Linked DNA regions of Mus musculus: regions 1, 3, 4, 5 and 6 are each linked to region 2. The links are chromatin contacts, called in public Hi-C, HiCAR-type and promoter capture Hi-C maps. All regions are on one chromosome and are shown on one strand. Each heading gives the region's core, a stretch centred on a gene start, on an enhancer-like site or on the middle of the called end of the contact. The rest is flanking DNA. Distances are from core to core; before and after follow the strand shown. Region 1 holds the start of Bclaf3 (Bclaf1 and Thrap3 family member 3). Region 2 holds the start of Pdha1 (pyruvate dehydrogenase E1 alpha 1). Region 3 holds the start of Rps6ka3 (ribosomal protein S6 kinase polypeptide 3). Region 4 overlaps Gm39546 (a long non-coding RNA gene). Region 5 holds the start of Map7d2 (MAP7 domain containing 2). Region 6 holds the start of Eif1ax (eukaryotic translation initiation factor 1A, X-linked).

Region 1 (4,876 bases), core at 1,865-4,364, 610 kb after region 2:
GGAGGGTCAGGTAAAAGGACTATAAATTTGCGTCAAGTTGATCTAAATAAGACCCTGTGTCAAAAAACAAACAAAAAGGGAGCTATGTTCAATGTACACAGTATACACTATGAAAAACAACTTAAAGTTCAAACTTGAGTATGAAAGAGTATGGTGTAGGGCCAAAAAGTATCACTTAAGAGTCTTTGAAAATGAGTCCTTTTTTGGTTTGTTTGTTTGTTTGTTTGTTTTGCTGTTGTTATTTCAAGACAGGGTCTCACTCTATAGCTCTGGAGCTCACTATGTAGATCAGGATGGCCTCAATCTCACAGAGAGATCTATCTGCCTATGTCTATTCCTTAGTGCTGGAATTAAAGGCATGGCCCACTACACCTATTAAAACAGGGTCTTAGAGACAGGTGGATTTCTGAGTTCGAGGCTAACCTGGTCTACAGAGTGAGTTCCAGGATAACCAGAACTACACAGAAAAAGCCTGTCTTGAAAAAAAAATTAAATCAAGGTCTTAATAGTGCCTAGACTGGCCTCAAACTTCTGCTTCTCAACCAAACTTTGTCCCACATACCTGTAATCCAAACACTCAAGAGCCTGAGGCAAACATGAGCTAAGCAGTGGCATCCTGCTTGACAAAAAACTAAAACAAAAAACAAAAAAACTGAGGGCTAGTGATACAGCTAAACTGGTACAAAGTGATTACCTGGCATGTAGGAAATCCTGAGCTCAATTCACAGCACTGCAAGAAACACACACCTCACACATGATTTTGCAATCTTTTTGTCTTTACCTTTTGAGTTCTGGCAATACAAATCATGGCTTCAAACATGCTAGACAAGTACTCTACCAATGCTATTCCATACCTAGCCCCAGAATAGATTTCAAAAACTAGACCTTTTAGAAATATGTATGTCCTTGTGTGTGTGTGTGTGTGTGTGTGTGTGTGTGTGTGTGTGTGTATGCCCAAGAAGAGCAGAGAAATAGATCTTTTTCAGTAGCTCTCTACGTAACTTTTTTTTAAGACAGGAATCTTTTATACCACCTGAAGTTCACCATTTCAGCTTATCTGAATGGTTAGCCAGCCTCAGAAACTCTCCTGTCTGTTTCTTGAGAGCTGGAATTAGAGATAAATACTTTGCTGCTGGCTTTTTATTCAGGTACAAGGGATCTTAACCCCAGTTCTCATGATTCCACAGCAAGTATTACTGACTGGGCCATTTTCCCCAGCTCCAAAAGTTTACATTTAAAATTTTTGTGCTTCAAGATGCTTCTGTGCGCCGGGTGTTGGTGGCCCATGCCTTTAATCCCAGCACAAGGGAGGCACAGGCAGAGGCAGGTGGATTTCTGAGTTCGAGGCCAGCCTGGTCTACAGAGTGAGTTCCAGGACAGCCAGGGCTACACAGAGAAACCCTGTCTCAAAAAAACAAAAAAAAAATGCTTCTGTGCTCTGAAATTTTTACAAGAAAGTAAAACCTGCAGTAAGTAAGACAAAGTATGTGAAATATACTTTCATAAATGTCTCATATGACCCTAAAAGGTAAGACACACATTATAATCCCTTGTTCATTGCTGAGGAAATACCTTAGAAAAAGTTAAGTGATTTGGACAAGGTAATCAGATATAATTCAAGTAAGTCATAACTTCAAACTTTGTTCACTTAGAAAAACCCTTACTAACTTGTTTTATTTTTTTTAGAACACGGAGTAACTGGGAAGCTGAACTGCTATCAATAACCGAGGAAAATAAAACAAACATGACTGGCATGCACCTGCAACCCTGGCATTTAGGGGCCAGAGACCGGGAGTCAGAAACTCAAGGCTATCCTTGGCTACACTGTGAGTTCAAGACCATCCTTTCTTTAAAGACTCCCTTTTTTTAAAAAAAAGGAAGAAAAAAAGAAAGCCTCAACATAAATGAACAAACAAGCCTTTTAAAGTTTTGGACCTGTTCACATCTAGGGAAAAAGAAAAGTTTAAATATGCCAGGCCTGGCCACGCAGGCCTATAATCTACTCAGGATGGAGAGTGGGTACAAAGTTCGAGGACTGCCCAGCCTGACCAATAGAATGAGTTAAACAGCATCCTGTGTTGAGTGAGACTCTATCTCAAAAGGTACATAGCTCTACGGTGGAGTGCTTGCTTGCCATGGGGAAGGGCCTAGCTTTTCTTTCCAGGCTTATAAAAGAAAAGAAAAGTTAAAAAGGTAGCCTGACCGGAAGCCTCGAGGGCCCTATTTTCTCCTGGCCGTTTGGAATGTGTTCCAGAGAAGCAGTCACTCAAGGTGTAACTCAAAAAAAAAAAAAAAAACAAAACAAACAAAAAAAAAAAAGCATATTTCGAGGGCTAAGTTTCTCTAGGGCGGTCCTGACCGGTGGCCCAGTTGACTGAATTCCTCCCAGGGAGGTCTGCGCTAGCTAACTAGCCTTTGACCTTGTCCGCGGAGGATGCGGCTCCCGAGGCCAGAGCATCTTTGGCGGACAAAGCCGGGAGCATCGCTCCGCTCCGGAGGGCTCCGCGTCCTCGGGCTTCAGCCTCCCGGCACCGCCCCCTCCCTGGTCCCCGGGGACCCACGCGGCAGGAGCCTGGCGCCGCCACCTGCCCGCCGCCGTGGGCGGGCAGACCTGGGGGTTGGGGGGGGGGGCGGGCAGGTGCCCGAGCTGGCGGCGGCTCAGGAATAGCACCGGCGGGGACAGCCTCAGAACCCACCCCCCCTCAGGGCAGAGAGCCAAGCGGGCGCGCCAAGGGAGCCTGAGCCTCGAGGGGCGGCAGCCGCTTAGGGAAGGCGCTGGCCCCAGCGTGAACCGGAGAAGGGATGAGGTCCCCGGAGAAGCCAAGTCCGCCCGCAGTCCCGTTCCCGCCCGCCACCGTGAGAACCGCCACTCGTGGGCGAAGGACACACCCTCCCTCCTTCCCAGGCTCGGGCTTCCTCACTCTGCCCACTCCCCGGACCGCTCACCCCTCAGAGAAGTCGTCACCAGAGCCCGTCGCTGTCGCTGTCGCCGTCGCCGAAGCCTCCGCCGCTACAGCCGCCGCCGCTGTTGCTGCTCCCTCACCGCCTCGCCCGTCGCGCAGCTCCCGCCTCCTGCTCCAACCAGCACCCAGCTCTCCCCGCGGGCCGGGACCCGGAACCACTTCCTTCCGGAATGGTCTGGTCCCAACCCCCTCTGGCCCCGCCCACAGTGTCCGCCTCCCGCCCAAACTTGCCTTCAAGGAGGAGAAGCTCGGGTCCAGCCCCGCCCAGACGGCGCCCGCGGGCTCTCTAGCGCCCTCTGCTGGCTGCGCTCTCCCACGGTTCCCTGAGAGACTAAAGTGCGCTCGCGAGTTGATCTGGCTAGAAGGAAGAGAAGCACCCCAGGTGGTGCAAGTCTGGGACTCTGGAGTTGAGGATCGCGGCCTAGAAGTCAGCCCTCAACTTGGTTCCCTTGATCTTCCTGCCTTGTGTGCAGTATCCGCAGATAGAGGCAGAGGTATCGGCCAAGGTTTTTTTTTGTTTTTGTTTTTGTTTTTTTTTTTTTTTGGTTTTCGAGACAGGGTTTCTCTGTATAGTCCTGGCTGTCCTGGAACTCACTTTGTAGACCAGGCTGGCCTCAAACTCAGAAATCTGCCTGCCTCTGCCTCCCGAGTGCTGGGATTAAAGGCATGCGCCACCACTGCCCGGCTAGCGTCTAGCTCTTTATGTGGCCCATCTATATATCTGAGCCTGCTTCTCCTTGACCTCTGTCCCCACCTATTTAATTTGCAACCAATCATCCAACTTTTCACCATTTCCCATAGCCTCAAATGAAGGGTCTGCTTGGAAAACGGGACCTTCTGAGCTTTCCAAATGGGTTAATGGTCCCAATAAATACCAACCCCTCTCTGCTCTCCTCTCTTTTATATTTTCTTATTTTCTTCTCTTTCTCCTTTCTCTCTACCCTCATTTTCCTCCTCTTTTGTGCCTATAGTGCTCTGTTTGTATGTCCATGTATACTTCCCCTGTGTGGGGTGTGGGGGGAGGTCAAAGGGCAACCTCAGGTGTCATTCCTTGAGAAGGATTGTCCACCTTTGTTTAGGGTGACAGGGTTTCTCACTGGCCTGGAACGTTCCAAGTAGGCTAAGCTGGCTGGCTAGCAAGTCCCAGGAATCTGCCTAGCTCTGCCTCCCCACTACTGGAGTTCCAAGCATGTGCCACCATGCCTGTCTCTTTTTACACAAGGTCTAGGGCTCTGACTCAGGTCCTGATCCTTGCAAAGCAAGCACTATAGTAATAAATCTATCTCCCTAGGATCGCCACCCCCCCACCCCCATTTATCACTCTCTGCCTGCTGTATCTAGAGGGAACCCAGGACCGTGCACTCGGTGTGCAAGCATGCTAGCAAGAAGCTCTCATAACACACACAAACACATACACAACTGCAAAAGAAGGATTTGTTAGAGTAGGACCCACATTCGATCCTGGATAATCCAAACAATGACTATTGGCCCCCGGAAGAAGCAAAACTACGTTAGCTATGCAGTCCAAGAAAGCTGGAAGTCTCAGAAGAAGTGGCATCTGTAATTGCCTACAAGCTTCTTAGAGAGTCTCTGTGTGAGTTAGTGTTGAGACGCTAAAGACTCTGGAATCTGGTGGCCACAGAACATGCCGTGGCCATTAGACGTATCTGCTGAAGAAGTATAAAGCTTGCACACGCTGGCTAGGAATCTTCATTTCTCCACCTTTTTTCCTTTGGAGCCCCAGGCCTATTGGGATGTTGCCACCCACATTCAGAACAGCTACATTCCCCCTCAATTGCTCTCCTGCATGTCAATCATCTCTGACAACACCCCCACAGATACACCCAGAAGTGTGTCACTAGGCATCTCAATCTAGTCAGGTTGACAGATCATGACAAACACATTTTAAGCTA
Region 2 (4,816 bases), core at 7-2,506:
GGTCTCTTACTTATCCTGGCTATTACTTCAGTTAGATTGATGGACAAGCAAGCACCTGGGATCCTCGTGTCTCTGCCTCTCCGGCACCAGAATTCCAGGCAATGTTGCTCTTTTCTCTTATTCAGTTGCGTATTTGTGAAGGATCTGTGGCTCTTTCTTTCCCGTGAGTTATAATGCATCACTACAGCACTCATTTCATCCTTCATCCATGGAGATCATAAATGCAAATATTAGAGGACTTTTTATCCTGGGTTCCCAAGTGACCTCCTAGAAATGCTACCTGGCCAATCCATGCTGGACATTTGAATGGAAAAGTCAGCCTCTGTTTCTCTGACCCAGTGATAATGTGAAGCTGACCGATCCAGGCAACAGTTTGAACTTTGAGAAATCATCATCTGCACGTTTCCCGTGTTCTCATAAAGTCTCGTGTCCTAATCTTAATAGTGTTTGGGTAACAACAACACAGGAGATACAGGATTCTGCCTTTTCCCAAGCATAAAGGACAGACAAACTGCTTGTCTATAACTGAGTCCCCCATGAAAAGAAGCAAGCTAACAAAAAATCAAAGAATAAACGCTAAAGCTAAACTCTTGGATGTCTATGGTCAACGATTAATATTTGCTTTCATTTACTTATTTTGATTTTTTTTTTAGATAGCCTCGCTAAGTAGTCCAAGCTTGTCTTGAACTGAACAGACAGCCTGACCTCCAACTCTGGCTATCATCTGACTTCAGACTCCCTAAGGAAGGAATGACAGGCATGTGCCACCACACCCAGCAACATCCAGCATTTAACTGTTAAATCTCACCCAAGTCAACCAGGGCAACACTTTGCAAGGAATATGTGACCTTTTAAAGACAAATTAGTGGCAGGACCATTTCTAGAAACCAGATGATCTGTCTTTCTTGCCCTGGCACCATGGCTTCTCTGTGTAATGGAACAAGGCTGCCTGCCAAAGCTGTACCACAGGCCCGACTGGGCAAAGGGCAGGACCCGCTTTCACCACTTCTTCGCTGGTCTGTGGTACTCAGGGCAAAAGGAAGGAGAGGCCTCTTCCCCACGCCCCGGGGCCCCCCACTTTCCCACGCAGGCGCCCTGGGACACCGGCCTCTTCACCCTCCAGCCACAGCCCCACCTCATTTTTTAGTTAATTAATGGACGGCCACATGTTCCTCCTCAGAAGGGCGTAGCCATCGCCAGCAACCATTCTGGTTGGCCTGCAGACTAGCGCGGCGTGTGATGCCGTCGCGACTCCGTCACTGCGTTTTGGGCGTGGCTTCGGCTCCGGGCGCCTCAAGGAGACTTGGGGACGCCCGCACCACTCCTTTTGAGTGCCTGGGTGCCGCGGCCGCCGCGTGAGTCTGCTGCGCTCCATGAGGAAGATGCTTGCCGCTGTATCCCGCGTGTTGGCAGGCTCTGCGCAGAAGCCGGTGAGGTCGCCTGATCCCGGGAGGCCGGGGTGGGGCTGGAGCCGGCCTGAGGCGGGGCAGGAAGAGGGCGGACCGGGCCCCCCTGGAGCGCACGGCTGGGGGCTGGGGACGAGCTGCGGGACTTGGGTGGGCTTTCCGCGCAGTCCGTGTCGCCACTGGCCGGGGGAAGAGCGGCTTGAGAACGGGCCCGGTCCGCTGTGCTTCCCCCGATCGCCCCCAGCGGAGCTTCACGCCAGCTCCCCTGCAGCGCCCCACAACTGCTCGTCCCTTACGGGACACTGGGAGGCGGAGCTTGGGCTTGCTCCAGCCTCTCTGGACTCCGCTGACTTCCACTCTCCTTCATGTCATTGCTCTTGGCTATGAGGCCACGTAAGACGAAATAAAGAGCTCCCAGTCCCGGGAGTCAGGTTCCGTGCGCACTCCGACTTCTTCGTTTACTAGCCTTGGCACCAGGAACCATCAAGAAGCAGGATATGTAAAAACTCGTCTGAGGGCCTAGTTCTCTCATCTCCATAATGGAGATTCTGAGGACGCTACCTTCTGGGGGGGTGGTTATCTTGAGTTGGTCAGTGGCACGAATGCCAACCCTTCTGCCTGGCACCTGCCAAGGGCCGGTGTCCAGCTGCGTGAGCATTTGTGGATCACCTGTGTTCTGTTCTGAGGAAGGTTCAGGGAGGTCAGGTTCACGGAAAACAAACTTCCTCCACTCCCTGCTCCTCTGAACTTTTTCTTGGCAGTCAATTTTCGAGCAATCGAGCATAACCCAGAGGAAGCCGCCTTTACCCTTAAACACACAGAGGCTTAGAGTTCAAAGTAGCGAAAGAAAACAGCAATGGTTTTCGGAGAGTTGGGATTAGAGGTTAAGACTTATGGCCCGGCTTTAAGAGCTGTCTAATACCTAAGCTTTTAGCATTTTGACCTCTAGCCACACAGAGGTTGCCTTCTCTTGGTGTAACTGTCATCAGGCTTTGACTTGTAATTCTGGTTCTGTTGATTTCTTTAGGATTTGATGCAATTCTGCTCAGTGTGGGGAGGTTGTAGAAAGGTCGAAATGTCCTTCTCTAGGAATTGCATCAAGGAATGGAAAACCACCATTTGAATCTGAACCGGCAGCAAAGCACATTTCTACGACATAGCCAACATTTATTGAGCTCTTAGTATGTGTCCTGAATTCGGCCACGATCTTCACGCGTGTTAAAAGTGCATCATTGATTTTCAGTTTGTTTGAACAAGTTTCTTGTGTGCAGAAATTGTTAGTTGAAGGGAAATTTGTTTATAGCTTGGGGGCTGGGCATGAAATAAAATTGAAAACGAAAAGAAGCTTTGTTCTCAGTGGAAAGAAAAAATAAACAGCTCTGACTAGAATCAAAGTTTCTATAAGTTGCATTAGAGTCCGAAATCAATAAAAATCATACCTTCTGCTTTGAAGACATGTGCTCCTCTTTTGGAGTATAAGAGGGTACTAGGAAGCTGGGAACACTTTTAAATCTTCCTTCGACACTAGAAGCTAACCTTAGGTGTTGTATCGCTTTGTCTGACAGCCGTTTACCGTTTCCTTTAAATTCACCTTACAGCAGGGAAAAAGAAATAGATTCTAGAGTCGAATTCACCATAGGAAGTACCCAGTTTTTTTCTCACTTTTTGTTGTGGTGGAACATATCCAGAAAGTAGCTTTTTAACTTTTCTTTTCTTTTCTTTTCTTTTCTTTTCTTTTCTTTTCTTTCTTTCTTTTTTTGAGACAAAGTCTCACTATGTATCCCTGGCTGTCTTGGAACTCAGACCTCTTTGCTTTTCTACCTCCGGAGTGCTTGCATTAAAATCTTGTGTGACCACATCCGGCATGCTAAGGAGGAAGAGAAGTAGGTCTCTTTGTCTTTGTCTCTGTGTCTCTGTCTCTTTATGTAAGGGGCTCACTGTGTAGCTCCTGGCTGGCCTGGAACTCACATGTTGACTAGGTTGGCTTCCGATCAGAGATCGGTGCCTGCCTCTGCCTCTTAAAGAAGTGGAGCAGCACGCCCAGCCACTAGTTTTCTTTGTGTCTATAGTTGTTACATGGTAATTAGGAACCATTCTTGAAGCCTTTCTGAGTGTTTCAAACTCTGGAGTCGTATCTCTTATCATTTGCAAATCTAAGTAATTGCAGATTTCTTTATTTCCGCCCTCAGAACACAAAATGGCTCGAGGGTTTTAGTTTTTCCTGTTGTACAGGTGGGTGAAAAGACTTTTAAATTTTAATTTAAGCCCTGCAAAAAGATCCTTACCAATAGTAAACAGTGGCCAGCCGAACTTGTGTAACAAGAACCATTGGTAGCCAAGGATACCCAGAGGCGAGGGGGGGGGGGTGTTAGGCACTTGCTCTTTGATGGCTGCCGAGTTGTGCCTTAGTTCAGAGCCCTTATCTTACGCTGTGGCCTCTGTGTGCTTTGTACCTTTCCACCTTTTATTCTGCTAGTTGTTTTCCCCCTTAACAATCAGGGAAACATGGAGATTTTGCCTCAGGCTGTAAAGTTGCCTCTGTCTCCTCACACTTTTTGGATGCGAAACTTTGAAAGGGTTTACAAAAGTTGCACTTTTAGTTTTAAATGGAGGTGAAAGCTTTCAAAGTCTGTAAGACCAAGTGAATTTAAATTTTTTTCTTTTGCCTTTGTCACTTGTATTTGTTATGCTTTCTTTTGTGAGATTCTTTTCTTAACTACCATTTTTTTTTGTCTGCATATTAGGCAAGATTTTTAATTCATGCTGGTACATTCTGAGAATTCTTAAATACTTTTACTTGGCCACTTGAATAATCCTGTGTTTAGATACTGTTATTTTCTTAAGTAGATTGTTCAAAGTCTCCATGCCGGTAATTTAATTAGGGGGGAAGTGTAGCTCAGACAGAGAGCATGCCCTTAGCAATTGGAGGTCATGTGTTCAATCCCCAGCCAACCCAACCCCTGCCCAGCCCCAGAAAAGAAAAGCTGACAGGAATCTCATTTAAAGTTAATTCTTATTATTTTGGTTTTCTGAGAGGCACTGAGAGACACAGTTGTGTCTCTCCACCTCCAACCCCTGCCCCCATAGCCTGGCTGTCCTGGGATTTGCTCTGTAGACCGGGCTGGCCTCAAACTCATCCCACCCCCACCCCTGCCTCTACCTCCCCGGTGATGGGGTTAAAGAAATGAGCAATCACTGCCCAGCTCAGTAAACATATCTTTGAGAAAGAACTCACCCTTTTTTTCTCTCCTACTAATGCCTCGCTGGTTTGATCTCTGCTGTAGATTGCTCCCCAAACTAGTTTCTGTAGTTGTAATTAGAAATTTACTTTGCAATACAGTAGCTAGTTCTGGCTTCACAGACTCAGTTTAACTGCCAAAAAAATAGCACAACCATTTGTTTGCTACCTG
Region 3 (4,824 bases), core at 1,437-3,936, 880 kb after region 2:
TCTGCCATTTACTATTTATAATCTTTGTGCTCTTAACCACTGAATTTAGTTTCCTACTCTGTAACAGTGGGGGATCACAATCCTCCCTGCTAGGTTACAGGGAGGATAAAAACGAAACAGCATGTTTAACATAGTACTTTTGGATATAGTAGATGCTAAATAAGTAGGCGAGTACTTTGTCTAAATGCATACTATACAGAAAAAAGGATAAAGTAGAATTTTAAATGATTTCTCCCTGCATACTGACACATGTCAAGGAAAAATGTGGATTAACAAACAATCAAAGGAACAAACTATTCAAAGGCAATTTGTTGTTAAAAACATTTTAATGTATCAGTGGATTATTTTTGAATCATAATTATTGTGTATATTTAAAAAGCAGACTCATAGCCAAGCATGAAGACACACGCCTTTAATCCCAGTTCTTGGGAGGCAGAGGCAGGTGGATCTCTGTGAGACCAAGGCCAGTCTGGTCTACATAGTGAGTTCCTGGGCTGTTTCAAAAAACTAAAGAAAAAAAAAACCTAAAATAAAAAGCAGATTATAAGAAAATACAATTTCTTCGACAGGTTCAGCAATTTTAACCACCTTTATAGCTGTATTTTAAATGCAAATTTTTTTCTTTAAGAAAAAATGAAGAGGCTCCCTTGCCATACTGTTTTTCCACACTACCCATTCAAATGACGGTTAAGCATTCTAAGTTTAACTTTATTATTAAAGATTTATAGTATCATATTGGCTCTAAATTCAAATAAAATTCTTGTATTCTGCCAGTCGTAAAAACACGATTTCCTTTTTTACACCAGCCTTTCCTTTAAAAAAAAAAGTAACATATACCTATGTCTTTGCTATTTTAGAACAGCATTATCCAGTAGTAAATTATTAAGCATGAACTTGTAAGCTTTATTACAACTCTTCCTGCATTTAAGAACAAGTAAATATTTTTATATGGTAGTGGAGGTGACAGGGGAGAAAAATTAGAAAAAACGATCTGAACGGATTCCTCCCTCCCCCTCTCCCCCCTCCCAGAGAATGTCAGCGTCCCGCATCTCACACCAAACTGAGCCCGAGTTTTACTGACGTAACCAGTAACCCTACCCACCTCTCACACTGCGGAGGCCGATGGGGGCAGTGGCTGCCGCCAAGTACACCACTCATCAGAGCCTGCCCCATTCCACCCCCGCGTTTCAGTCATGCTTTCCAGAAATGGGGTCACTCGCTCAGTAACTATTACACACACCCAGCCTATCATTCTGTAATCCCCTAAAGTCCGCTGCGAGGATAGAATTCAGCGAAAAGTCAAGAAAGAGGAATCACAGACGCGCCACCATCAGGAACTGATTTTCCACTCTGGAGAGGAGCGCTGATACCCTGGAATGGATCTTGTCTGCATTATTTTTTTAGATCGCCAGTTGATTCTGGGACAGTGGCGGCTGTGAAAAGCTCGGTGCTGGGATGTGTCCGCGGAAATTCTGTTTTGCCTTGTTTGGGTATACTGTTTGGGTTTCTGACACTGGGGTGGGTATCTCAGGGCCGATCATCAGATCCCGGGAGAGGAAAATCAGATAGCCCTTTTACAGCGTCCGCTGATCTCCTTGAATTTCACCCGCTCACCTCCATGGACAGGAAGCAAAAGTTATACTGGGGTCTTCCAACTCAGTGACCTCAAAACCTAGGAGTAGGGGACCTAAGGCGCTCCGTTTTTCTTTTGCAGCAGCGGCAGAGAGCGCTGCGGCAGACTGACCGGGGTGTGGGGGGATCCCTCAGTCCTGGACCCCTTACTCAAAACCCTCCCGGCTTGGCTCGCCCACCTTGCCCTGTGGGCGCCCGTCTCCCTGTAGCAAACCCCTCCGGCGGCCAGACTGAAGTCTTGGCTCCTGGTGAACCGAATCCAAAGTCTCTAAGATTCCGGAGAAGACCCTAGAGCCGGCAGGGCCAAACTTCCCAACTCCCCGCCGCCGGCTCCTGCTTTGCCTCCTGCTTCCCCCACGCAAAGTTGATTAAAACAGGCTCTTTGCAAAGCCTCAGCGCCCACTCCAAACCCCACGCGCCGCCACACCGGCACCCCCCAACCCCAAAAGCAGGGAGAGGCGAGGGTGCGGGAAGGAGACACAGACAGATCGGCAAAGCCCAACGACCCAAAGCAGAATCTCGCCCCGGGAACAAGATGTGAGCCGGCGGCGGAGGTGGTCTAAGGGGGGCAGCTCCGGGGAAGAGAGCTAGCGCCGGCGGGGGCGTGGGGAAGGGGCGCGCCTGCCCTGCCGCACGGCTGCACTCACCTCCGCGCTGTCGGAAGGGCTCTCCACAGCCATCTTCTGCCACGGGTCCGCCAGCTGCGCCAGCGGCATCTTTCCCCCCCTCCCCGGCCCGCCGCCGCCTTCACCGCCTCCTCCCTCCCCACCCGCCCCACAGCCGGCTCGGCTCCTTAGCCACTCGAGCTCCAAGGCAGAGCCGAGAAGCAGCAGCCGGGCAGCCGCGGCTCCCCCGAGAGCGAGCTCGACGCCGACGCCGACGCCGACCACCCGAACGCCCAGCGCCTAGCCACAGCCGCCCGCACTCCAAGCGAGAGCCTTGCGCCGCCGCCAGGCACCAGGGCTCGCCCCTTTCTTCCTCTCCTCCTTCCGCCGCCCGGACTACGGCTCCGCCCCCCGCCTCCCCTCCCCGCCGCTTCCCGCGCCCGATCCCAGCAGAACAGCGACGGCCGCGCGCTCCCCCACTTCCGCTCACAACATGGCGTCTAAGCGATACCTGTCTCTCTAGAGCGAGGCTGGGCGGCCTCCGCCACCACCGCGCGCACCCAGGGGCGGGGCCAGTGCCGGACACGCCCCCTGGCTGGCCGCTCGGCGCCGCCCCTTTTCCACCTCCTACCCCTTCCTCCTCCTCCTCCTCCTCCTCCTCCTCCTCCTCCTCCTCCTCCTCCTCCACCTCCTCTCTCTAGCCTCAGCTTCTGGGCCTCGCCTACTTTCAGGAAGGGCGAGCCCAAAAAATTTGGGGGCGTTGGCGGGAGATGGGGTGGGGAGAGAAATGGGCTCTGCGGGGCGGACGAGGTGCCTTTGACTGCCACGAGTCCTAACAGCTCGGAGACTAGTTGAGAATAGGAGAGCAGAGGGGTTCGCGCTCAGCTGGTGAAGCTGGGCAAGGCGCTGGGGGCGCAGTCCGGTGGTAGCAGCCCCAGGCGGAGGCAGGAGGTGTCTTTTCGGCCTTTCTCCTCCAGGGGTGCGCGTGGGCGCGCCTAGGCTATGGGCACATCCCCTCCTGGCCCAAGACTCTCCTCCTTCAGGGTCACAAGCTGGGTATTCATTCACCTGACCCCTTTTCTCCTGCTTGGACGGGGACTCAAGAGGCTTCTTTCCCGGGAGCTAGCCACACATACGTACGTTCGGCTCCCAATTTGATTCAAAGCTTTTCGAGTTGACTCTCGTGTTCAATGTTTAGTACTTTGGAAATTTTTCGTCCCACCCTACCTCCGCCCTAATAACCCTTCCCAAGTGCATAGAGCCCTCGAGTTTCGGCCCAGACTGTCACACTCCTCCCTTGCTACCTAAAGCTTAAAAGAAAACAGGTTCCTTAAGGTTGCCCTTCTTGGCAGAGATTAAGGAGTTAGTAAAAATATCTTCTAGGCAGGAGCGCGGGGTTCCTGCTTCTCCGTTGACTTTAAATAAAAGATTAGATTTTTTTTTTTAAATCAAGCTGGTCGTAGGCGGAGGAGAAAGGGAGGGGAGGTTGTGACTCCTCCTCCTGCCCGAGAAGAGGAAGCCCTAGGTTAAGGGAACCCAATCCTCAGTCGGCAACGGAGCCACAGAATTCTAAGAGTTCGAGAATTAATGGCTGGGCGCTCTGAGTGGATTCCGGGAAGGCTCAGTCCTGGGTTCTCGAGCCCGCTGCTTAGATGCGCTGAGTATGTCTGGGATGTGTAAAAGTCGCTGGGCTGAGTGGAAAGCTACTGCAGCCCCTGGCTAACCGCCCTGCATCGGAAAGAAACACACACACACACACACACACACACACACACACACACACACACACACACACACACACACACACACACATCTCAGGCCAGCTTGTCTACCCAGTCCACATATCTCAGGCCAGCTTGTCTCCCCAGTCCCCAAGGCCTGGAGGGAGGCATCTCTAGCCTCCCACGCTTGGCTACCACAGCGCGTCCCCCCGCTGCGCTCTCCCTGCATGCCTTTTAACAGTTTCCTTTAATCATCCCAGGATCCAGACACCTGGAGTGTCCCCGCCTCACTCCCTTCAGCAGGTGTGAGAATGACCTTACAACCCCACACCTAGCTGGCCCGGGCTGTGGGAGCTGTGCGAGGTTTCTTGCTTGGTCCGACAGAGACAGGTGCTGGGCTCCTTTTGCTGCCATCTGCAGTTTGCCCCTCCAGGCCTAGGAGCCTCATCTGATGAAAGCTCCAACTGTTTTTTTGGGGGGGGGGGCAGCCGGAAATTCTTGCTGAGAGCCCCCTCCCTCAGCCTTGAACTCAGGGACAGATCGCGTTAAACAACAACTAGGCAGGCTCAGAATAAACTGGAGGAGAGAGGCACGACGAGGAGATTGTCACCATTTTTGATTCGGGTGCTGCAAGTACAACCAGGGCCCTAACACAGGTTAGTTGGCCGCGCTGTCTTGATGTAAAAAACAAAACAAAACAAAACAAAACAACAACAACAACAACAAAACATAAACGTGCTCAAAGAAGTTTGACGTTATGGAATTATGTATTGTTTTGCATTTATACACAGAAAACCTAAATTATGTGTCCAAACACACTCTGGCACTAATTACCCCATAGAAACCATATAAAATAAGCCTTTTGA
Region 4 (4,715 bases), core at 1,158-3,657, 630 kb after region 2:
CGGGTGACCACCTTACTCCGAAGTTGGGCCATTCAGAGAAGCAGAGAGTAACTAACTTCTCCTACTACTGACAAGTTTTCTCCTCTTTCCCTAACTTCCCTCCAGTGGTTAACTAGGATGTTTAACCGGGTAGATTCAGTCTGTTTTATGTCCAAAAATAACGTCAGTCCAAGTCCAAGAACACAGAAAAAGACAATCAACACACAGACAGTTCGCCCCTGCCACAGGCACAGAAACCAGGTTATACAGACAGTTCTCGCCCCTGCCATGGGTGTAGAAACCAGGTTATAGCAAGACTTGGTCGGCTTCCACTAATGCTGTGTCTTGCTGCTTCCAAAAGGAGCAGAGTCATCCCAACTCCCTCCGGGGGTGGGGGTGGGGCCTGAAGCGTCCTCCAGATTCCCCAGGGTCAGAGGCACGTTTGCCTGCCGCCATTGACCGCAGCAGACCAGAGGCTTTCCAGCCAATACACTGTGCTTTCGAGCCAAAAGTGAAAGCAAAAGACAGAGAAACGGACACAGACAGACAAACGCTTATGAATAAGCGCCTGCTGTCGTGCTTGGTCTTTTTCCCTCCAATAAGTCTAGTGGGTGGTCACTAGGGGAGTCTCCTCGAATCCTGGATGAAGCTCCCAAATGTAAGACCTCCCCCCCAACCCTCGGTCAATGGTACTTACTTTGCGATGCCCCCTAGTGAGACACTGGGACACAGATCAATGCAAAAGCAAGAGGTTTATTTTCCAGGGTCAACCCTCAATCGGTCCCTTGAGGTGAGTGACAAGAAGGCGACCCTAAATGGCTATTACAAGCAGTTTTTACATCACAGAGACACAGGTTACGTCAGCAAGGTTAACTCTATCGGCTAGCAAGCATGGCCTGCATTGGAACTCTACTGGGACTTTCCCGAGGGTCCAGTGACATCAGTCAGTACATTCTGAGAATTTTTTACTCAAGAAGATTCCAGTGAGTGGAGAATGGAACTTGGCCTAGCCTTGACCGGAGGCAGGTGGGTGTAAGTCTGGCGAAAGCCCCTAGAGCCCTCCAAGAGTCTCCGTCTCCTCCCTAGCAATTGTTTATTTGGAGAGCACTGGTGACCGGCCTGGTATAGGCCTGGTATATCTTGCAGCTCTCAGCTTGGAAATTACAGTTTTTCTGGACTTGTGGTTTTTTTTTTTTTTTTTTTTTTTTTACATCCTGAGTATCATGAGTCCCCTCTTTCTCCTGCAAGGAGTTTTTCTGTTAGTATAAAAATGCTATGGGCTGGTGAGATGGCTCAGTGGGTAAGAGTACCCGACTGCTCTTCCAAAGGTCCGGAGTTCAAATCCCAGCAACCACATGGTGGCTCACAACCATCAGTAATGAGATCTGACGCCCTCTTCTGGTGTGTCTGAAGACAGCTACAGTGTACTTACATACAATAAATAAATAAATCTTTAAAAAAAAACGTTATACAAGTCGGGCAGTGGTGGCGCACACCTTTGATCCAAGCAGTTGGGAGGCAGAGACACGCAGATTTCTGAGTTCCAGGCCAGCCTGGTCTAAAGAGTGAGTTCCAGGACAGCCAGGGCTACACAGAGAAACCCTGTCTCAAAAAACGAAAAAAAAAAAAAGCTATACAACAGAATGTACATACATACATACTAACACATACATACGTGCACATATATACATCTTCCTCTAGAGAATAATGACTATTATATGCTTAAATCAGAAAAAAATTTAAAGGGCAATTAATTCATGCTTTGATATAGGCTTAGGCAAAGTACTCACCATCCATGTCATTTGTTGGAGAAAGAGAGAGATTCAGAGGAAAATTAATAGGTGGGTCTGACGTGTATTGCAGCTCCCCTTCTATGTGGCTTTTTTTGAAAAGGCTGTTAGGAATAAAAAATAAAGTAGGGCAGATAACTCCTTTGTCCCTTGAAAACACTGCTGGCCTAGATTTCCCCAGAGTTTGTGTGTGTGTTCTATTTTAGGTTGTATTGAGTGTGGTCGCAGTATTAACGTCAATGTTTAGATCACACATTGAAAGAGCCACATGTGTTTCCTGCTAATTGTTAATGACAGTTGATGGGTAATGCTGAGCTGGCCTTGACTTCTCCTTTTCTTCTGGCCCGTGATACAAACTTTTTTTTTGGGGGGGGGCATGGTCACTGTTCTTTCTTTTTGTTGTTTTATTTTTTTTATTTTTTTATTTGAGACAAGATTTCATGTAGGCCAAGGCTCACTTTCAACTATTGATCTTCGTATCTCTACTGTCCAATGCAGAGATGAGTTATGCACCACTTGGATAACCTTTACTTTATGCCTCTCTCTCTCTCTCTCTCTCTCTCTGTGTGTGTGTGTGTGTGTGTGTGTGTAGGATTACTGGGAGTCCCGTGTTTGCTCTGCTACAGGGCTCAGGCCGCTCAGGGAGGTGGGACACGGAAAGTTTGACTGCACTGACCCCAGCCACTGCCGTTTGCCGGGCAGGTGTTGGAAGCTTCGGAACACCGCTCCAGGGGTAAGAAGGACAGTCTAAGGTCCTTGGGACTGCAGGAGCTGGCTCGGAGTTCCGGGCCTGCAGGGGGGCCGGAGATGTCTGGTTCCCGGGCTCTTGGGCACCCAGGCACAGCTGGGAGCTGTGGAAGAGCGAGAACACAGTGGGGGGTCTGAGGGCTGGATCTAGCCCGGGGCAGAGGGGGAAAGAGGGGAGCTCTGGCTCGGTCCCTCGGATGCTGGTGAAAAGAGACAGTCCATGGTCTTAAGACATTTATTGTCATGGCGGAAAGGGCGGGCCTGATGTTAAATAACCTTTTACACGGAGAAGTGTCTGGGAAGGAAAGCTTAATTGGCTGTCTCCAGGCCTTTAGTTACCTCATTAAAATGGAGCTCTGTCTTGAGGCTATGTGATCTGTGGTCACATCTTCTACCTACAGAGGGGCTTGGGGCATTGCCCTTACATGACTGAAGGACACGTCTATGGAGGGCTATGGCCTTCTGCCAGGAGCCTAGTGTCCAGGAGCGTGGCAAAATGCCTGCAGTCCCTTCAGGGTCACTGGGGTTTCTAACCTTTGTTCAACCTGGAACCAGGCTGCCTTTCATGGTCCTGCGTGTGTGTGTGTGTGTGTGTGTGTGTGTGTGTGTGTGTGTGTGTATGTGTGTGTTTGTGTATGTGGTGTGTGTGTACTCTTGTATGTATATGTGTGTGTAGGTGCTGGAGGAAAATCTCAGGTGTCATTCATTTGTATGAATGTCGTCATCTACCTCCTTTGAGATAGTTTTTTTTTTTTTTTTATTAGCCTGGAGCTCATCAACTGGGCTAGACTGGCTGGCCAGTTAGCCCCGAGGGATCCTCTGGTTTCTGCCTCCTCAGTGCGGGAATTGCAACTCTGTGTCACCCTTCCTGGTATTTTGAGTGAGTTCTGGAGCTCAACTCAACTCAGGTGCTTACGCTTGCAAGCACCTGCTTTCCTGACTGAACGATATATCCGCCTGGGCCGCTTTGCTTCTGTAACAGCGGGGCCAATGGCAGAGCACAGACAAAAATGATCTGTTTGGAAAAGGATGTTTGGGAGTAGGCTTAGGGTTCAGGGTTTGTTTGTTTGTTTGTTTCTTTGTTTATGTGAGTCCTTGCCTTTATTTCCTAGAGAGATGGATAATGAATTTATAAATAAAATCTGGTTCCATAACTTATTTCTGGGGCTGGAGAGTTGGCTCATCAGTTAAGAGCACTGGCTGCTTGCTCTTCCAGAGGTCCTGAGTTCAATTCCCAGCAAGCACATGGTGGCTCACAACCATCTGTAATGGGATCTGATGCCCTCTTCTGGTGTGTCTGAAGACAGCTACAGTGTACTCATATACATAAAATAAATAATCCTTTAAAAATTATTTCTGATGAAGTCTTTTGTAGTTTAATATACGTAGTGGTGTGGTACTCATTTTGAAAGTTATATATTTGTAGGGTTTTTTTTAATAAAAATTCATATGTGGGACCAGGAAGGATGGCTTAGCAGTAATGAACACATATTGCTCTTGCAGGGGCCCCAAGTTCAATTCCCATCACCCATGTCTGGAAGCTCACGATAGCCTTTAACTCCAGCTCTAGGGGATCTGATGCCTCTGGTCTCTATGGGCACCTCCACTCATATGCACATACCGACATCCACATACACATATATAATTAAAAATAATAAGAATAAATCATAAAATTGATACAAAATTAACACAAAGGAAAAAGACATGTCTATGTGAGCTTCTTTTTTTTGTTTGTTTTTTGTTTTTTGTTTTTTTCGAGACAGGGTTTCTCTGTGTAGCCCTGGCTGTACCGGAACTTACTTTGTAGACCAGGCTGGCCTTGAACTCAGAAATCCGCCTGCCTCTGCTTCCTGAGTGCTGGGATAAAAGGCATGTGCCACCATGCCCGGCTCTATGTGAGTTTCTAATCTCATTTTTATTGCATTTAAAGCTTGCTGTTCCTCTAATTTTTTCTATGCCCCTTACAAATATCTTTTTTGATAAATTCAGTTCATACATATTTTCCTGACATGAACTAGTGCCAGCTGTACCATGTGTGTATCACGTATTAAAGCTCCCCCACCCCAGATCTCTCTCTGCACTCAAGTCTCTCTCCTTGTCTCTCCAGTGCTTCTTTCTCTACCTGCTTAGGGGGTTTCCAGAGGGGAGACCTGGAAAGGGGATAAGAAACTATCCAATAAAAGAAAAAATAGTTTTAAA
Region 5 (4,744 bases), core at 553-3,052, 720 kb after region 2:
CCACCAAACAAAAATGTAAACTCAAAAAACATCTAATGTTTTACTGCATGGAATCCCCTTTACCACAGAGAGCAGACTCCGATGTGTGGGTTCTGGGTTCTTATCAGATATGGCCTTTCTCAAGCAAAAGGAATGAAAATATAAGTCTAGACTTAAAGGGCAGGTATTATCACTATCCTGTAATGTCTTACTAAGTTGTGCATTTAATAACACACGAGAACACAAACTAGAAATCAATTTAGCCTTCCTTTCCCTTCTATGAATGATGCAACAGACAGATCAGTAAGATAGTCCCCTCTATCCCAACAAAAAGAACTGTTCAAGTGACTAAGGCAGCATCTTCAAGCTGGTCATGCTGACTTGAAGGCTCACGGGAATCCAGATCAACGTAAGGTAAAGAGCCAGATCCTGTCTCAAAACGAAGAAACACATAAACAACCCACACGCCCGTTCAGTTGATGTCCTTCCTCTTTCCCCCTCCACCATATAGGAAATACTCCACGATGCGATAATTCCCAAATTCTACAAATTGTGTGAGGGTTTATTTTTTTCTTTTCGTTCGAATGTTAAACTGCAATGAAAGATGGAATATAGAATTAGTTCTCATTATTAACATTTAAAAAAAATGTCGCCAGGAAAATTGGAATGAAATGCTTTTCCTCACTGCGTATACCTCCGCACCACCTGCAAGTACACAGAAGGTTAGCCCCAGAACCAGAAGACGCAGGCGCTTATCACGTTCTTCCCAGCGTCCTCACCATGTTCCGTCCCCTTGGGCAGAAGGAACAGGGACCCACATCCCCACACCCCTTGGCGACAGCTCTCAGCTGCAGTCCCGTGGGCTAGAACACTCAATCGCCACGCAGTCACGTACCAGAAAGGGCAGCGGCAGGGGCCAGACGCCCCAGTAGGGAAACCACTACCTCAGCGACTTCAGGGGGGGGGAGGGGTCGTCGTCTCAGCAGTCGCGTGTGGCCCTGCTCCCTTTATGAACCGTCGCTGCCCCCGCGGGCGATGCGACATTATTTTCCCAACCCCGAGAGGCCAAGTAAACCGCAAAGCTGGGCCACCTTGGTGGCTGGCTGTGGCTTCCCCGTCTGCGCGCCTTAGGATGGAGGGTGGGAGCCAGCGAGGCAGCGAGCCAGCCGCAATCCCTGTAGTCCAAACACCTCAGCGGGCCCCCGCACCCACAGGGTCGCCATCCCGGAACCCCCTCCTCCGGTGCCGAGCCATACCTCGGGGACAGCCGTGGCCAAGGATACCCGCTCCTCCGCTCTCCAGCCACCCCCCACAAACTCGCCCACGCAAACACGCCAAGCCCGAGGGGACCCCGCCACCTGCCGAAAGAGAGACGCAGCCTGAAGTCCCCCAGGGCAGGTTGACCTAGGCCCCCGGAAAGGGCGACCGGGCGACAGCCCTTGGCCGCCCCGCCCCCCCCGGGGGTCCTCAGCGCGGCCTGCCCAGTGCTCCCCGGCCCTTACCTGCGGACCGCGGGGTGGACTGGGAGGCTCTCCCGGAGGCCGCTTCCGCGGACTTGGCCAGCAGCAGCGACAAGCCCTTGGCAGCCCCTTCCGAGGGGACTCCGGCTCCTCCGCCACCGCCACCGCTGCCGCCGTACCCGCCGCCGCCGCCGCCGCCGCCACCGCCGCCGCCGCCGTTCCCACCGCTGCGCTCCATCGGGATGCGCGGGCTGCACAGGCGCACTGTCTGGCCCGCCCGCTGTGTCGCACCGGCCCCGCGCGGGTCCGCATGCGCACGCGGCCTCCCACCTTGCGCGCCGGCCTCCCTCTGCCCGGGCTCGCCGCACCGGACCCTCCCGCACTCGCCGGTGCGTCACTGCTCAGCCGGCGCAGGCGTGCGCGCGCCAAGGGACCGCACGGGCTCCGCGCTCCCGGCTCGCAGCCCCTCGGGCTGCTGTGAAAGGCGCACCCGGGGCGCCGAACGTGCGCGCGCAGTGTCCGCTCCACAAGTCCTCACGGCTCAGCATCCCCAGTGTCCGCACACACCACACCTGGCGCGCTTCTTCTTAAGAGTTTACAAAAGGCTTCTTTGCACACTCGGTTTAAACACGCTTCCACACACTCGTGCACACATCCACTTAAAGTTTCTCACACACCTTGCACACATCTGACGCGCGCGCACGTGTTCACACTGTCTCTCTGCACAAAAACAGCCCTGCAGCTCCTAGTGCCCGTTCATAGCTAGGTTTTCTGGTTGTCACCACATGGGCCAGTGCCACATGCATGTGCAGATGCCATAGGGCCATAGGATCCATTTTACCGCAATGAGGTTTCAGTTCATTTCTTTCTTTCTTTATATATTTGCCAAATATTCATCCTATAAAATAATGCATTTCATCATCCATTTTCATATGTCTGTTATGTGCTTCAAGAGGGTGGTAGTGACAATTTTTCTGGTGTTTGTTTTGTTTTGTCTGTTTTATGTTTTGTTTTTCAAGACAGGGTTTCTCTGTGTAGCCCTGGAGGTCCTGGAACTCACTCTGTAGAACAGGCTGGCCTCGAACTCAGAGATCTCCTGGCTGTGGCTCCTGAATGCTGGGATTAAAGGCATGTGCCACCACTGCAGAGCTAGTGGGGAGTGATTTTGAGACAGGGCCTTATAGTACATCCCAGGCCTGGTCTGGCCTCTAACTCATGACAACCATCCTGTCTCAGTCTCTCAAGTCTTGGGATTACAGGCATGAGTTACCACAGCCAACCTTATCCTGCCCTTTGATCATATTGTCACTCTCATCACCCTCTTTTGTCCTCTCCTCTCTCTCGCCAGACCCTTTCCTCTTCCCTAAAAATCTCCTTTCTATTTCCCCATCATATACGTGTGAGCTTTAAATACAATTTTAAAATGTAGATTCTGCGTGTCCTATGTTCGTTTTGATTTGTGCAGTCTCATTCTGTAGCTTAGGCTGGTATGAAATTAGATTGATAGCTCTCAAGCTCTGGAGGCAATCAAGTCTGATGCCCCAGCCTCCAGAGTGCTAGAATTAGAAAAATAAAGAACCATGCTGGACTTAGATTTGTCTTTTTGTTTATTTGTTTGTTTGTTTGTTTTAGGGATGAAGAGGAAATGATCCCATGTAGCCTAGGCTGGCCTTGAACTCACTATGTAAAAGAGACCTTCTGCTCCAGCCTCCTGAATTCTGAGATTCAAGGCCTTCACTACTATGCTTGGCTACATTTTTTTTTCTTTCTGAGTCTGACTTACTTTGCTCAACACGATCTCCATTTTCATACATTTTCCAACAAATAACCTAATTTTTCTTCTTTATGGCTGAATTAGACTCAATTATGTATTTATACCATCTTTTTTATAACCATTTATTCTACGAGTTATTATAAATAACTCACAGTAAATATAAGTGCCACAGTAAACATAAGTGTTCAAGTAACTTTATTGCATGCCCACTTTGATCCTGTGGGTACATACCTAGCAGTGGTATAGCTGGGTCGTATGGTAGTTGTACTTTTAGCTTTAGAAGACCCTTGTTGCTAACATTTGGAGTGTAGTCTCTTATTAACACTCCTACCTGTGATGTGTAAAGGATATTGGTCCCCATGTCCTCGCCATTTCATCTTTCTTTCTTGATATTTGCTCTGACTGGAGTGATATGTAATAGCTAAGTAATTTTGTTTGCGGATCTCCCACCTCCCTGGGGTCTCATCAAGCACAAATTGTACCGGTCACACACTTTACCAAGCTCTCCCTGTGCATGTGAAACCCGACTTATTTTTCCCTTAACAAATCCTGCTGTAAAGAGCTTTGTGATTTCCTTTGATCCCGTTTATCAATTCTTTTGTTAGTTTTTGTTTTGTTTTGTTTTTGACACTGGGTAATTGTAGGGTTGTTCTAGATTGCGCAGTATTTCCTAGGCTGATTTGGAATCCTCCTCACTTTGGCTTTGAAATTCTGGATTTATAGTTGTGAGCCACCAAGCTTGGCTCTTGCCTCTGGAGTAGGGGGTCAAAGAAGATTATGAGATATTATTTCCTTTTCTCTAGCCATGAACATTTATTATGGTTTCAAAAACATACTGAAGGGGCGAGAGGTATAACTCAGTAGTAGACTGCTTACCTGCATGTGTGATGTGTATAGGCCCCAGGGTTGATTCCTAAGAGAGAAAACAATAAAAACAACCATGGTGGACAGGCCTGGTGGATTATGATTAAATCCCATCAATAAAGAGGCAAAGGAAGGTGAAGTTCTGTGAGTTCAAGGCCACCCTGTTCTACACAGTGAATTCCAGGCCAGTCAGGGATACCTAGTGGGAACCCCAAATCTTGCACGCGCCCGACTCGACCAGCAAGAAAGACGCTGCAAGCCCAGAACTGGTGCTGCTTATATAGGCCTAGGAGAGGTGTGTCTCACACCCGGATTGGTTATGCACTATGCCTCATTTGCATGTTCCTCATCTGATTGGCTACTCTCTCTCAGTACCTCACAGAACCTCATTAACATACCTCATTTGCATGTCTCACATCTGATTGGTTATATTCTCAGTACCTCATTAACATGCCCGGGCCAGACAGTGACTTGGCAAAAAGCTTTACTGCATATGTACACATTGGTTGTTTGTCCAAACTTATGCGTGGTGGCCAGCAGTAGCCAGCGCCACTCTGCAACGGCACATGTGGCTTCCCACACCCAAACCCCTGTTTCAAAAAATTAAGAAAAACAACCATTTTGAAAAACATCATTAATTTTTAACATTGGCTCACAGCTATAATCC
Region 6 (4,933 bases), core at 2,287-4,786, 770 kb after region 2:
TTAAGTAACTCCCTCAAAATTGTAGTCAATGACCTCGGAATCGCAGATCCAGCCTCAACCCCCTCTGTCCTACCAGGGCTCTCGTAGTTAGGCTTTCGTCTTTCCAGAGAACTCTGTCCACAATCTTAACCACACAGGCTTCAGCTCTCTTCTTTTTTCTAGACAGGGTCTCTCATTATAGCCCAGGCTAGCTTTGAAACTGGGACAATCCTTCAGGCTCAGTCTCCTGAATGCTGGGAGCACAAGTATGAGCCACCATACTGGGTCTTGATACATTTTACAAAACCACCCCCCCCATGACAGGTGAGAGGAAAATGAAATGACTGCTTTTACAATGGAACATACTGATTTCGTAAGGGCAGAAGGCTAGTAACCCCACAAGTCTATAGTTTATCTTGTCAAGTGTACCATAACTGAGATACTTTAAGTTTAAAAGCAAGGTGTTAATTGCCTCAAGTCTCTTTTAAAATCTATTTAATGTTGTGCATGGTTGTCTGTCTATTGTGGGCATTCCTAGAGCCTTAGGAGGCACTATAAGATGATATCGGATGCCCCACAAATGGAGTTAGACAGGTGTAGGCAGCCATGTGTGTGCTGGGCGAAGGACCTCTAAAGAGCAGCCAGTACTCTTAACTGTTGAGCCATCTCTCTAGTCCTACATATCTTAAGGGTAAGCATATCAACAGTGGTACCATACAATGGAATACTACACAGGGATAAAAAGAAATGAGCGAGACAGGCATAGTGGTGCTTGCCTGCAATCCCAAGAGTCCCCACTGTTCCCCTTTCTATTTTACTGCCACGAAATCAAGTGCTTTTCAAATTCCCTTTGAACGAATGAAGCCCAGTGCAACTTTAATCCCAGAGACAGAGGCAGGTGGATCTCTGGGAGTTTGAGGCCAGCCTGATCTATACAGATTGAGGTCCAGGACAATCAGGTTAACACAGAAAACCCTGTCTCAAACAAACAAACAAACAAACAAAACAAAAAAGAATGAAACGAGACCAAGCCTGAGTATGACAGAACAGCAACAAAACGAATAACCACTCTTTATTTAACCCCACTCTTTCTAAAAGACTTGCCTAGTTCTTAAGCTCAAATCCTCAAATCCTCTCTTGAAACTACAGAGGTGTTTCAGAGAAATAAGCCCAGGTAGGATACATCTTAAAACATACTAGGCTAGCAACTAGACTGTAGAGTGTAGATGTTCTGTCTCCTTGGAACCAAATGAGAATTTACCATTCACCTATGGGTGGAGTCACCAGACGAGGTGAGTAAGTCCAACAAATATTTATTGAGCATCTTTTAGGCTAAGTACTACTGAGCCAGTGTGATTATGACTGACACCATTCTCATCTTCTTAGGGCTTACAACTAGTGTGACAACTGGAAATCTAGTAGTCACTAGAGTTAGGGTGAGATTAAGACCCCTCATCTACTGAGGTGGTCCAGCTGCCATCTTGGAAGAGGGACATCTACAGGTAGGAATTTGAAAAGTGTGAACATATTATGCTTATAATCACACCTTTTCCAAGACAATCAGCAACAATCCTTGCACAAAGACTGGCAACCTTCATTTTTGAGGCCTAGCATTGATATGGAGACAAGTTCAAGGTCAGCTGGGGCCACATAGCAAGACTATCTTTTTTCCTCTGGCCTAACTTAATTTTTTAATTAATTAATTATTTTTATTTATATCCTGACTGTCCCCCAACATCCCGCCTCTGAGAGTGTATCTCAGTCCCGACCCCCACCATCTTCTCTCCCACTGAGGGCAGACAAATCAGTCCTCTGTTACATTTGTGGGAAGAGTTAGGGGAAGGACTGTAAGACTCTCTTAAATCAATCTGTCACAAAACTGTGACCAAGTACTCAGTGGGCTAATGTAAATGGTGATAGGCACAAAGAGTAATTAAGTTGACTTCTTGGAACCAACTTTCAAGCAGAAGAGAATACTAGTGGGTGGACATGGGACAAGGTCCCAAGGATGAATGAGCAAAGACTTTTATGGTTTTTTTTTAAATGTGTGCGTGATTGTGGAGGGGTGGGGGAGGCAGAAGAGGGCATTGGATCCCCTGGGGCTGGAGTTACAGGCAGTCATGAGCAGCCCTATGTGGGTGTGAGAACCTAACTTTGGTTCTCTTAACCAGGAAGGCGTTCATCTCTTCTGCCCAAAGGCTTTATTTTTATTTTTTTTCTAAAAAGGGAGCTTCTCTGTGTAGCCCTGGCACTCACTCTGTAGACCAGGCTGATTGACCTCAGCAATCCACCTGCCTCTGCCTTCCTAGTGCTGGGAGTAAAGGTGTGCGCCCCTCCCCCCACCCAAGTTCATCCTGTGTAATGTGTTCCTCTCCTGTGGGAAATAAAAGCTTTCCACTACTTTGTACTTTATATTTTTGAGAAATTACGAGGACAACGAATATAGCAAGCCTGTAATGCCAGCTACTCGGGAAGCTGAGGCGAGCGAATCCCAAGTTCAATGTTAGTTTAGGGTTCCGGGGCAGCCTGGAGACAGACAGAGCAAAGCAAAGCGGTAGAGTGCTGGTAAAGATAGATTTGATCCCATAAAAAAAAAAACACCACAAAATACTGTAAATATATAAAAATGAGAATGATCTTAGGAACGCTGCACTTCTGCTTAGAATTTGTAATCATTTTTTTATTTATCAAAATATATACACGATCAGAAGCAAACGTGGAAAAGTTGGCTCAATGTGGGTCAAGGGCTCTGTGGAAAAAGTTAAGCCCCGGTAAAACTATGGAGCAAAGTGATTCTCTAGGGATGAAATTTGCGAATGCATCAAAGTACTGGCCACTGGCTACACGGGTGCGGCCTCACCAGTACCAACTAAGTGTCCATAAAAAATCCTAGGGAGGAGGTGCCAGATGGGCACGAAAGCAAGCGAGGCATCACCCTTTTTCAAAGTTCAGATTGGCTCCCAGGGCTTAACTCCCCAGGTGTTGGGAGCCCAAGAAGTCCGAGGCAGGTGTTCCCATGAGTCCCCCGGGCGCCGCGGTCAATGTGGCGCGAATCGGGGGCACGAGCCCATATTCTCACACAGGAGGCCCTACAAAAAAAAATGGCGTCGGCTCCACCCCAATGTGGCCAAACTGGGAGCCAGGAGTAACTTCCCTGCGCTTCTGCCCAGCTCCAAGTAGGACGCAGAGAATGCAGCCCGAGGAGAGGCAAGAAAAGATGGCAGGAAGGTCACTGAGGCCTGGGCTGACCTCGAGGCCGAGAGCAGCGCCAGGGAGCCGGCGGGGAGCAGAGCCCCGGTCCCGGCGGCGGCGTCCTTACCTTTATTCTTGGGCATGGCCGCAAAGACTGGCTGGCAGCGTGTGGGACCGCACTCAGGCTGGCGGCAGGAACTGCGGTGACTCCGACGGGCAACGCCGAGAAGTGCGCGCCACGAAGACCGTGCGGGAGGTCGGGAAGCGTGCTCAGGAGAGGCTGGTCACCCGTGCTTGCGAGAGCCTCCCGTGCCCACGCTCGGCAGTGGCAAATGGCGTCGCGGCAGCGGGCGGGGCTTCTCCCCGCCCTCCTCCTCCTCCCCGCCCTCCTCCCCCCCCCCGCCCGCCCGCCCGCCCGCCCGCCCGCCCGCGGAGCCCAGCCTCCCGCGACTCTAAGGCGCAGGCGTGGCCAAGGGGCAGTCCTAGGGTGGGAGCCTAGGGAGAAGCCTGCCAGGGAGGCGTTCACTGCTGCCAGTGGGCACGCAGTAGGTGGAGTGGGGCCTCCGGCGTCCGGAAGGGGGCGGGAGGGGCCCGGGCGGGAGGGGCCCGGGCCCTGCGTCACAGTGGAGGCTTGGAGGAGAGGAGGGGAAATTGAGGTGGTGCAGGCTGCTGGCTTGGGCATCATCTCGGCTTCCTAGCCAAGTGAGCCCCAGGCTTGACAAGGTGCTGACTCACTAACCTCAGAGTTGAGTTTTAATGGGGCCCTTTCACCAGCCCAACCAAGCTGGAAATCTAAGGGGGAAGGAGAGAAGGCACTTCTGCCATCCTCTTCCAAACTTTAATAGAATATTTGCATGATACTTAAAAATAAATCTTGTCCCTAACTCACTGTAGCTAAGTCTGTTTATAATGCTCAACAGAATGCCTGCACATGGTAGGTTGCTCAGCAGACATAGGATAAAAGGAATGGAAGAAAGTCGATGTTAGGGTCCAAATCTCCCAATATTCATGCTGAAGTTCTAACCTGTATGTATATTACTCTGTTTGGATATAAGATCATTAAAGAGCCTATATTGAAATGAGATCCTTAAGACTTGATGCCAAGACTTGACGTTAGCATGGTAACATAGGCCTTTAATCCCAGTACTGTGGAGGCAGAGGAAAGTAAACTATGAGTTACAGGCCAGCCAAGGCTACAGAGTGAGACCCTAACTCAAAACCAAAACCAAAACAAAAGCAATTAGTACCTAGGCATAATGAGGCATAAAAAAGAACAACCAGTTCCTGAGCCCGTAATCATCTGCAAGCCATGAAGACCTCAGAAGAAGCCAGATTTGTCTCTACCTTGACTTTAGACTTGGAATCTTCAAAACTGAGCAAAATAGTAGGTGGGCCTGGTACTCATGCCTATAATCCTAGCACCTGTGAAACTGAGGCAAGAGGATTCCTGCAAATCTATGGGAAAGCTGGGCTACATAGTGAGTTCCAGGCTAGCCTGGGCTACATAGTAAGACCCTGACTACAAAACACACAACACAGTCAAGAGAACGTACATTTTTGATGTTTAAACAACTCGCTCTCCCATTCTTTATTCTGGTGGTTCCAGCAAAGGAATACTGCATAGATTCTCAGAACAACTAACTTCACTTCAAACTAGGTTTATTGGGGCCAGCAAGATGGCTCAGTAGGTAAAAGCATGTACCAGGAAAGTCAGGCAAGCTGAGTTGAGTCCCTGGAACTCGTGGAAGGAGAGAACCAACTC

Evidence for each region. Promoter capture Hi-C pulls out the DNA fragments that hold promoters and counts their contacts. Hi-C and Micro-C count contacts between places; a contact is called where the count stands out from the background. HiCAR-type assays count read pairs that join an accessible place to other places.
Region 1: a promoter capture Hi-C map of pre-B cells shows a contact between it and region 2, with 5 times the contacts expected there. The contact joins the promoter of Bclaf3 here to the promoter of Pdha1 in region 2. A contact is called at or near these places in 18 of 39 promoter capture datasets (the 3T3-L1 cell line, 3T3-L1-derived adipocytes, the C10 cell line and 12 more), 11 of 484 Hi-C or Micro-C datasets (CD4 T cells, CD8 T cells, bone marrow-derived macrophages and 6 more), 21 of 115 datasets of contacts at active chromatin or transcription factors (the NIH/3T3 cell line, T-cell acute lymphoblastic leukemia, astrocytes and 14 more) and 4 of 9 other capture datasets (adipose tissue, liver, macrophages and 1 more).
Region 3: a contact with region 2 is called in a promoter capture Hi-C map of pre-B cells, with 3 times the contacts expected there. The contact joins the promoter of Rps6ka3 here to the promoter of Pdha1 in region 2. A contact is called at or near these places in 9 of 39 promoter capture datasets (the C10 cell line, the HPC-7 cell line, HPC-7-derived erythroid cells and 6 more), 2 of 484 Hi-C or Micro-C datasets (B cells and CD8 T cells), 3 of 115 datasets of contacts at active chromatin or transcription factors (large pre-B cells, memory CD8 T cells and thymic regulatory T cells) and 2 of 9 other capture datasets (adipose tissue and liver).
Region 4: a Hi-C map of LSK cells shows a contact between it and region 2, with 5 times the contacts expected there. The contact joins the enhancer-like site here to the promoter of Pdha1 in region 2. A contact is called at or near these places in 6 of 39 promoter capture datasets (the C10 cell line, the HPC-7 cell line, pre-B cells and 1 more), 1 of 484 Hi-C or Micro-C datasets (LSK cells) and 7 of 115 datasets of contacts at active chromatin or transcription factors (embryonic stem cells, epiblast stem cells, extraembryonic endoderm stem cells and 3 more).
Region 5: a HiCAR-type map of astrocytes shows a contact between it and region 2, with 5 times the contacts expected there. The contact joins the promoter of Map7d2 here to the promoter of Pdha1 in region 2. A contact is called at or near these places in 9 of 39 promoter capture datasets (the 3T3-L1 cell line, the C10 cell line, the HPC-7 cell line and 5 more), 1 of 484 Hi-C or Micro-C datasets (embryonic stem cells) and 7 of 115 datasets of contacts at active chromatin or transcription factors (the SCID.adh cell line, astrocytes, double positive thymocytes and 4 more).
Region 6: a promoter capture Hi-C map of the HPC-7 cell line shows a contact between it and region 2. The contact joins the promoter of Eif1ax here to the promoter of Pdha1 in region 2. A contact is called at or near these places in 10 of 39 promoter capture datasets (the 3T3-L1 cell line, 3T3-L1-derived adipocytes, the C10 cell line and 6 more), 6 of 484 Hi-C or Micro-C datasets (CD4 T cells, the HPC-7 cell line, embryonic stem cells and 2 more), 9 of 115 datasets of contacts at active chromatin or transcription factors (T-cell acute lymphoblastic leukemia, astrocytes, double positive thymocytes and 5 more) and 2 of 9 other capture datasets (adipose tissue and liver).

What each region holds. Positions count from the first base shown.
Region 1 is chrX:159,530,906-159,535,781 of GRCm38.p6, reverse strand. Bclaf3 (Bclaf1 and Thrap3 family member 3) reads right to left here and starts at 3,114. Exons shown (of 12, transcript NM_001033472.2): 1 at 2,947-3,114.
Region 2 is chrX:160,134,870-160,139,685 of GRCm38.p6, reverse strand. It overlaps Pdha1 (pyruvate dehydrogenase E1 alpha 1), which reads left to right and starts at 1,256. Exons shown (of 11, transcript NM_008810.3): 1 at 1,256-1,430. The coding sequence starts at 1,374. It overlaps Gm39547 (a long non-coding RNA gene), which reads left to right and starts at 1,439. Exons shown (of 2, transcript XR_878293.1): 1 at 1,439-1,905; 2 at 3,596-4,816.
Region 3 is chrX:159,253,644-159,258,467 of GRCm38.p6, reverse strand. Rps6ka3 (ribosomal protein S6 kinase polypeptide 3) reads right to left here and starts at 2,686. Exons shown (of 22, transcript NM_148945.2): 1 at 2,280-2,686. The coding sequence starts at 2,348.
Region 4 is chrX:159,506,508-159,511,222 of GRCm38.p6, reverse strand. It overlaps Gm39546 (a long non-coding RNA gene), which reads left to right. Exons shown (of 3, transcript XR_878290.2): 2 at 2,362-2,502; 3 at 3,281-3,674. Among named protein-coding and RNA genes, the nearest start is that of Gm39546, 7.7 kb to the left of the region's middle. Within about 2 kb of position 2,407, at least 57 of the 459 cell types and tissues checked have an H3K27ac peak or open chromatin away from gene starts, as enhancers often do. A contact at or near this core is called in the HPC-7 cell line, LSK cells, embryonic stem cells and 2 more, where this site is marked.
Region 5 is chrX:159,411,630-159,416,373 of GRCm38.p6, reverse strand. Map7d2 (MAP7 domain containing 2) reads right to left here and starts at 1,802. Exons shown (of 17, transcript NM_001081124.2): 1 at 1,482-1,802. The coding sequence starts at 1,677.
Region 6 is chrX:159,370,781-159,375,713 of GRCm38.p6, reverse strand. Eif1ax (eukaryotic translation initiation factor 1A, X-linked) reads right to left here and starts at 3,536. Exons shown (of 7, transcript NM_025437.5): 1 at 3,299-3,536. The coding sequence starts at 3,314.